Regions from separate parts of the Hordeum vulgare genome. Here regions 2 and 3 are each linked to region 1. Evidence: chromatin contacts called from public Hi-C data. All regions are on one chromosome and are shown on one strand. The core of a region is the stretch at or near the end of the contact, and the rest is flanking DNA. Distances in the headings are between cores, read along the strand shown. Region 1 holds the start of LOC123430598. Region 2 holds the start of LOC123430597 (homeobox-leucine zipper protein HOX22-like). Region 3 holds the start of LOC123427389 (probable metal-nicotianamine transporter YSL9).

Evidence for each region. Hi-C and Micro-C count contacts between places; a contact is called where the count stands out from the background.
Region 2: a contact with region 1 is called in a Hi-C map of seedling, with 3 times the contacts expected there. The contact joins the promoter of LOC123430597 here to the promoter of LOC123430598 in region 1. A contact is called at or near these places in 1 of 6 Hi-C or Micro-C datasets (seedling) and 1 of 1 datasets of contacts at active chromatin or transcription factors (embryo).
Region 3: a contact with region 1 is called in a Hi-C map of seedling, with 3 times the contacts expected there. The contact joins the promoter of LOC123427389 here to the promoter of LOC123430598 in region 1. A contact is called at or near these places in 1 of 6 Hi-C or Micro-C datasets (seedling) and 1 of 1 datasets of contacts at active chromatin or transcription factors (embryo).

Annotation. Positions count from the first base shown.
Region 1 is chr2H:573,166,911-573,169,610 of MorexV3_pseudomolecules_assembly, forward strand. It overlaps LOC123430598, which reads left to right and starts at 1,331. Exons shown (of 4, transcript XM_045114452.1): 1 at 1,331-1,813; 2 at 2,422-2,577. The coding sequence starts at 1,421.
Region 2 is chr2H:573,029,993-573,032,692 of MorexV3_pseudomolecules_assembly, forward strand. LOC123430597 (homeobox-leucine zipper protein HOX22-like) reads left to right here and starts at 1,308. Exons shown (of 2, transcript XM_045114451.1): 1 at 1,308-1,939; 2 at 2,034-2,700. The coding sequence starts at 1,481. The coding sequence ends at 2,375.
Region 3 is chr2H:573,419,298-573,421,997 of MorexV3_pseudomolecules_assembly, forward strand. It overlaps LOC123427389 (probable metal-nicotianamine transporter YSL9), which reads right to left and starts at 1,384. Exons shown (of 8, transcript XM_045111418.1): 1 at 729-1,384; 2 at 176-606; 3 at 1-80. The coding sequence starts at 751.

The DNA of each region.
Region 1 (2,700 bases), core at 81-2,580:
CTACATGATTTGAAAGTGTGTTTGATAGCACAGGAAAAACAAAAGAATTTTACAAAAAGGTTTGAGTGGATGAAAATTTTCCTCTAAAATGTAGTACAAATGAATTCTATGAAAAAATCCAAAGGATTTCAATCCTACGAATCAAACGACCATCATAGGAAAAAATCTTAAGGATCCAAATCCTTCAAAAATCCAATAAAATTTCTTTGTATCAAAGGAGCCTAGACCCGTGACTTCAAGAGCCCATCGGTTGGAGTTAGACGGAGTTAAATAATCCACGAAAAGCTGCTTAAAGCTGTGCCGGTTCCTTAATTCTTCTTATTAGCCCCATTCCCATGTCATCAACCACTGGTAATTAACTAACCGAGAGTGATTGCTACGGATAAACATAAAATGTATCTCTGTAAACTAATATAAAAATGTTTAGATAACTAAACTAGTGATCTAAACGCTTTTATATTAGTTTAAGGATGTATTTATTTTTGAGAAATCAACAGGAGGTCTGCCTCAGGGCAACTCCAACAGGCCAACGATGATTTTGTCTGTTTTTCGTCTGTTTGTGTCGTCCGTCGGTCTGTCTGTATCCCTTTTTCTAAATGGTCAACACATGCACTCAACGAAAAGCAAGTAAACAATTCTTTTAAAAAAAGCAAGTGAGCAGCAACATCGTGTCAATATAATAATAGGAGAAAGATGAATGAGGTGGACCAGTGAATTAAATAAGCAGATAAAGGTGGTTGGGTGGCTGTGTGACAAGTGGGTCAAGCCGGCCACATGCGGACACCGAGAGGGTGCGCGTCCGCTTCGCGTCCTCACCGACCCATTTCTGATGAAATGGATGGACGCGGACTCGTATTAGCAATGGATCCGCGAGTTGGGTCATCACTTTTGTTCGTGTGGTTCCAAACAGACGATCATAGATGAAATGGATCGACCCATTGTAGTTGCTCTTAGCTATGGTGACCCCAGGCTTTGGGCCAACGGGCCCATGAGTCAGCGAGCTAATGTGGCTGTATCATGGCATTGTGGCAGTGTACGATGCTCTGTCAGTCACTCAGTCCAGTGAGCAGACTCCGGAGAGCAGTAGCTACACTGCAGCGCACTACACCCATCACTGACAAGGCGGCCGAGCAATGTCCGGGTCCACACGTCATCTTCTAGTCCCGTATCATCACTCCATGGCCTGTCTCAGATGTACCGCATGTACCGATGACTGGTAGGTGGGACTGACTCGTATGTGTCCCCACCTATCATCGTAAAGGTGCGCGCCGCGCTGGGTTTTTTCCCTTCCTTAAACCGCACGCCAGAACCAGGCCAAACCCACCACCGGGGAAAGAGCGGAGGACGGAACGGAAAGGTCAAAAGAAAGGGAGCAAAACAGTCGCCGCAGTACAGCGTTGGAGCCGAGCGGCTGACAGATATGCTTCCGGGAGTGGAGGACGGCAAGCGGCGCGGCGTCAGCGACGCCGAGGCCGAGGCCGAGGCCGGCGCGAGCGCGGCCGCCCTGAACGACCTCTGCGCCACCGCCGGGGACGCGGGGGGCCCGGTCCCCGCGCCGTTCCCGAGGGCGGCGTCCCTGGCGGTCGCGGCGCTGCTCGCGGTGGGGATCGGACTCGGCGTCCTCGTCCTCGCCGTCGTGCGCAGCGCCGTGCTGCTCGTGCTCGCGCTGGTGCTCTCCGCGGCCGTCTCCGCGTTCCTCCTGTGGAATGCCGCGGCCGCGGCGTCGGGCCGCGTGCTGCGGCGGTTCGTCGACGGGCTCCCGGCCTCCAGCCTCCGCGTCGCCGCCGACGGCCAGCTCGTCAAGATTACCGGCGTACGTTTTATGATTGCCTATCCATTTTACCTGTTCTCAGTCGCAATTGCGATGGAAATTGATCTAAGATTTCCAATTCCAGCAAGTGCTCCGTTCTGAAGTCTCGTGCCTGCCGAAATTGAGCCGCCATTTAGTGGGGCAGTATATTCAGTACTGTAGCATTTTGTATGGCGTATACTAAGTGTATCGATTTCTTATCTAAGATAAGATATGTGGAGTATAATGCGTGCGCCGTATAGCCATTCCGCATTTTGTGGCAAACCCACTCATGTGCCGTGTAGTAAAGGTGCATCAATCTTTTGGATGGGTGTATGCTCATTGACCTTATCTTGAAAGTTAGTTCTCTCAGATTGGATTGCTGTGGATAGAAGCTTCGCTGGCTGGATATTAGTATAATCTTACAAGGGGCAAAGAGCTCCCTACTTTATATGCCAAGCTAATGGAAGTAACTTCTATGTAAAGACTAAACACTAATGATCGTTCCTTTTGGTTTGTCAACTTGCCGATTCATTGTTGTAGTACAAGCATTGTTTTCCTTGTGTATTAACTATGTGAGCAGAATGGTGGGCTAATCTCATATGTGTTGTAATGTTTGTTCTTTTATGCAGATGGTTTCATGCGGTGATATTTCGTTGATTTCTTCATATGAGAAGGTGGAGAACTGTGTCTACACATCGACGCTTCTAAGAAAATGTGGTAGATGGGGTTCTGAGGTGGCAAATCCTAAAAATAATTGTTCCAGGTGGAAATTGACACATGCTGAGGTTAGAATGCTCTGTCGCTATCTAATTATATTTTGCAGAGATTTATGTATACTTTTATGTATCACATAGTTACTTCATTCTGTTCATATTGCGCCTATCTCATTGTAATTTTATTTGTTTTCT
Region 2 (2,700 bases), core at 58-2,557, 140 kb before region 1:
ACGGTGGCCCCGCCGCCGCCGCGCGCGCGCCTCCTCCTCCTGGTCCCGGCCGGTCTATTAACTGCTCGCTCTACGTACCTTGCACACCTCTCCCTCCTACCCCGCCACCGCACTCGAGTAAGTTATCGCCGGGATTAATCCCGGTGGTCACCACGGACAGCTACTCAACCGGCCCTGCCCGCCCGTGCATAGCATAGCAGCTTGGCGCCGCCTGGTGTTGGTGGGGTTGTCAACTTTCTCTGGTGATACGGCCGCTGGAAATGACCCCCGCCGTTACCGAAGCTGGAAGAACTCCACCAACGTTAACGCAGCTGGCGATCAACAAATAAAGGCAGTCGAATCGCACTGGGTCACCGCTTTTAACTTGCCTGATCTGCTCTAACACGTTGGGATCGTGGGAGGAGCCGCAAATCGCCGGTCTCCGGGTGGAAAATGATGGGTCGAGGATAACCTCTGCTCCCCGCACTGACCCCCCAAGTGCTCACCCATCACCGTATCTATCTACTCCTACTATCTCGAGTTGCCATGCATGATGTCCCTCCGACCTTCCCTGGTAAACGATCGATCGAGCATACAGTAAACTGGACGCGCAACCGCACAAGGCGACAACAGGCGACATGACTCGCCAACGCGCTCGGCGCGACGCGCTAGCTAGCTAGTGTGGTGTGTGGTGTGTGGTGTGTGGTGTGTGCTGTGTGCTGTGTGGTGTGTGGTGTGTGCATCGGCCGGCCCGGTCGTTGGGGACAAACGCGGCGCGCCACCTCGACGCCCCTTCCGGGGGAAGCCCCCGCACACCTGGCGCCGCGACGGCGACGCGTGCAGCCCCCGACGGAGCTAGGTCCCCGGTGCGCGCACGGCCATTGGTCCTACCTGTTCCTCCCCCCGGCCGTCCCCGTCTCCCCATGGCACACCAAGGCGCACACCTTTCCTCCACCCATTGGCCGGCAAGCCCCACGATACACTTATCGGAGTAGTACTAGTAGTAGCAATCCTTTCTAGCTAGCGCCGTAGAAGCGCGAGAGATGGACGGAGACGGAAAAGAACCCGTCGGGTCGACTTATGTATTTTGAAACTCGTAGGCTTGAGCACGAGGAGGAGAGGAGAAGAGAAGAAGCAACAAACATTTTCTTGCACCCGTGCCCGTCAGCCGTGCCACGTTTCGGGTGCTGATCTCGAGGCGGGGGGATAGGCATGGGGGGCGCCGCTGGATTCGCGACACTTGGCCCGTCTTTTGCTCGGTGGCAGGCTGCGTGGGCCCGGCCCGGGGGAAGGTTTTCTTTTATCCGCCGTCGCGGAGACCACATGTTCGCATCTCGCGCAACGCGGACACGTAACGCCGTCCGCCGGTATAAAACGGGCCGAGACGCAGAGGAAGGTGGAACGAACGGGCATCGACAACAGCGTAGCGTAGGGGATCCAACAGAGCAGAGGAGAGGAGCGACCGGTCGGAGCAGAGCAGTGGCCCACTGGGTCCGTCGACATGGATTACCATCACCACCACCACCAGCAGCAGCAGCAGTTCCTGATGCCTCCGCCCGCGTCGCTGCCGGCGGCGCAGCAGCAGCAGCAGCAGCAGCAGCAGATGTGCGCGCCGATGATGGACATGGAGATGGAGGAGCAGGTGTGCTTCGTGGGGAGGGGCGGCGGCGGCGGTGGGAGGGGGGCGGAGAGGAAGCGGCGGTTCACGGAGGAGCAGATACGGTCGCTGGAGTCCATGTTCCATGCGCACCACGCCAAGCTGGAGCCCCGGGAGAAGGCGGAGCTGGCGCGCGAGCTGGGCCTGCAGCCGCGCCAGGTCGCCATCTGGTTCCAGAACAAGCGCGCGCGGTGGCGCTCCAAGCAGCTCGAGCAAGACTTCGCCGCCCTCCGCGCCAGCTACGACGCCCTCCACTCCCGCGTCGAGTCCCTCAAGCACGACAAGCTCGCCCTCGCCGCACAGGTACCTGCACCTACTCCTTAACCTCTTCTTCCTCCCGACGCTTGATCCAGCTGCTAACCACGCACGTACGTGCTCGTGCTTGTGTCGTGTGCAGTTGCAGGAGCTGAGCGAGAGGCTGAGGGAGAGGGACGGCGGCAGCGGTGGCGGTGGCGGTGGCGCGACGATCGCTGCCGCCAGCAGCAGCAGCTGCAACGGAGGCGGCAGGGAGCTGGACGACGACAAGAGGAACGGCGACGTCGAGCAGGAGCCCACCGAGAGCTGCGTGCTCGTCGGGACGGCGTGCGCCACGCCGGCGGACGTCTCGGTGTCGGTGGAGTCCGAGTGCGACGACCACCTCCGCTACGACGGGGCGGTCTTCCCGGAGTCCTTCTGCGCCACGCCGGAGCTGTGGGAGCCGTGGCCGTGGCCGCCCGTCGAGTGGAACGCGGTGGCTTGAAGCCGTGGATACGTACCTAGTAGTACCCACGTAGGCTTGTGTTGTTTGTAGCTTCACGTACGTGCATGTTGTGCTCCATTTCTCATCTGGTTGGGTATACATGATGTGGGAGGGGCGAGTGGGGACGGGCAATGTCGGGTGGGTCCGTGTAAGATAGCACTCGAATCAAGAGAAGTGACCCAAGTGATGGAACCATGGAGATGGAGGCAACCACCAAGCCAATGAGATCAGTGATTCGAATGCTGCTAGAAATGTTGTGAGTTAGTATTAGATATCATTGGTAGAGTTTGCATCAGCTCTTCTGTTTGTTGTTGCTCTTGCTCCC
Region 3 (2,700 bases), core at 134-2,633, 250 kb after region 1:
GCCCACGTTGCCCTCCATGTCCACCCCGGCCATCTCGTAGGTCTTCTTGTTGAGCCCGAGCAGGTAGGACCCGAACCCACCTGGGGAGGGAGGAAAAGAAAAATGCAAGAAGGCGTCAGAATCCCAGTGCTCCACTCGACGAAACCGGGGAGAGATTGGTGGGCGCGGTGCCGACCGGCGGATCCGATGCTGTAGCAGGCGACGGCGCAGGTCTGCACGACGGTGTTCTCCTGGCGGGTGAGCGGGCGGACGACGAGGCCGAGGCGGGCCAGCGCCTGCGTCCAGCCCCGGAGCATGACGAAGGAGATGAGCGCGGCGGAGACGTTGAGGGTGGGGTTGAGGCCCGTGGTGAGGTTGAGCTTCATCACGATGACGCTGTACATGGTGCCGACGGCCACGCTCACCACCAGGCCGCGCAGCGTCAGCTGCTCCGTCCACGGCGGCACGCGGCCGGTCGCGTGCGCGGGCACCCCCGGCTCAGCCTCCGCGCCCTCGTCGCAGAGCGCGGCTTTCCCCCCGCCGCCGCCGCTGCTCTCGCCGGCGTCGTCCCGCTGGTGGAGCCCCATCGCGAGCCCGGTGCGGGGTTGCTTCCTCCGCCGTCCCCTGCTTCATGGGGGAAAAAAGAAATATTTCCGCGGCGTCAGGTTCGAGTACAGACGGAGTAAGAAAGATTCGTGGCTCGTGAGGAGGAGCTAGTGGTGAACAGAAGCCCAGCACAAGAGTATTACAGTGCTACTAGCAGTGAAGTCATGTGCAAGTGAGCTCTCGTGCACCATGAAAGGTCGATTCAGTGGAGGAAAACATGTGGATTTGATCGGCGATTCATGAGCGCGAAAAATCCTGCGTCACCTGCGGTCTCCGCTCCAAACCAAAACGACGAACAGAAGAGTGAAGCAGGGGAAATGGAAGGTGAGCAGGATGCTAACCGGGGAGGACGTCAAGGAAAGAGAAAGGAAAACGATGGACAATAGAAGGCAACAGTTTGTTTGACAGTTCTTCTGCAGGTCTCAGCAGCAGTTAGCGCTGACTGGCCGATCACCGCCCCTTGTGTACGTTAATAGTAACACACACGCAACCACACAAAACTAGGAAATAATAATAATAACCAATCGGCAGTTCTTCCCTGGCACGCAATAAGGAAACAACATTTCCAGCAGGAAACAGGAAGGGATCCCCGTCGAATCACAGCACGAGATCGACCTCCCAAGCAAAAGAGGTGCCAGAAAACGGAAGCAACCCCAATCAAGATGATCATGATGTAGTATCAAAGAACAAAGAACGGCACAATACGAGTTACATAAAGCCTAATTTCTTTCCCAAGCAAGACGATGGATGAAAGAACAGAGAACGGCAGAGTTAAGCTGTTGTTATCCTAGGAAATAGATGGATAGACATGATGTGCTCCCCTGCTCCCATCCGAACTGTACCTGCTCGGTGATCGTAGGAGGAGGACCCGGCCGGCGACGGCTGCTGGACGGTAGTAGGAGTCGGCGATGGGTCGATGGATCCTACGTGGTGGGTGGACTACACCAGTGGACAGTGGCAGGGGTTATATATAAAGGCGTCGACGTTTGTTGTCTTATGGCGCGTGGGCCCCCGGGAGCAGCATGGTTCACGCCAACTGCGCTCGGCTTGTCTGCTTCTGCGGGCGTGTGCTCCGCGCTCGCGACGTCAGGTGTCAAGTTTTTCGCTGCATGATGCACCCCTGTGCGTTTCTAGTCCTACCCTGGTGTCTGCTTCTCTTCTGTTCAGTGTTCACCTGGTAGATGATGCTCTGCTCTCCCCGGCGGCGGAGGGAGCGGCCGACACGTCGGCGAACAAAATCCAGGCCGGGGGTCACGGGTTTGGGCAGGCAGATGCCGGCGATACGGGGAGCGTCCAGCCGTCCAGTACAACCAGGGGACCAAGCGGACGCGTTGGTGACTGTGTTTCAGTATTCTGGTTCGGTTCCGTTCTCGCTTGGTCCTCCTTTCTGCATTTCCCCATCAAGCTATAGTGGCCCAAGACACAAACACATGGTTAGTATTTCGTCGAGAAATATTCCTAGTCGCTTTGTAAGAAGGAAGTTGATCAAATTGAAGAGTGAAGTCTGTTTTGAGAGGGTAGTGTGCGTCGGAAACGAACCCCCAATGTTCAAATCCCAAAAGTCTATGTCCTGTTGTCGCTAATTCCGGATGCTTCTAACCTTTAGTGTGTATCAAAACGAGGGGATGCGTACGTGGCTCGGGAAAGACCGGAATCGCGTTCGCCCCTTCCTCTTCCTTCTCTCCCGTGATGTATGCGCTCCTCCCTGCACGGTGGCGATGGTGGCGTAGCGGATGATCGCGGCGGCGGTTGACGGCAACTCTGATGGTAAAAAGCAAGGTATGCAATGTTCTTCTACTGTGTCCACTCGTCGTATCTCTCCTCTCTCTTATCTCAGCTAGGTTTAGAGGTTTTGGAGGGTGGAGTAGGGCAAATTTAGGTGTCTGAATTGGTTGGTTTGTGGTCCAATCTGGTCATGTAGTGTTTTAATCATTTGAAATCGATGCAATGTAGGTGCTTTTTGTTGACTCCATGGACCCATCGAAGATTTTGAATGTCAGAGTTCACATAGGGGGTCGGGTTTGTTCGAATTAGACCCTCTCTGGACTATGTTGGGGGGGTGATGTGGCCTACTCAGAGATTGAGAGGGACAAGTTGTCCTCGCGGGAGGTGAAG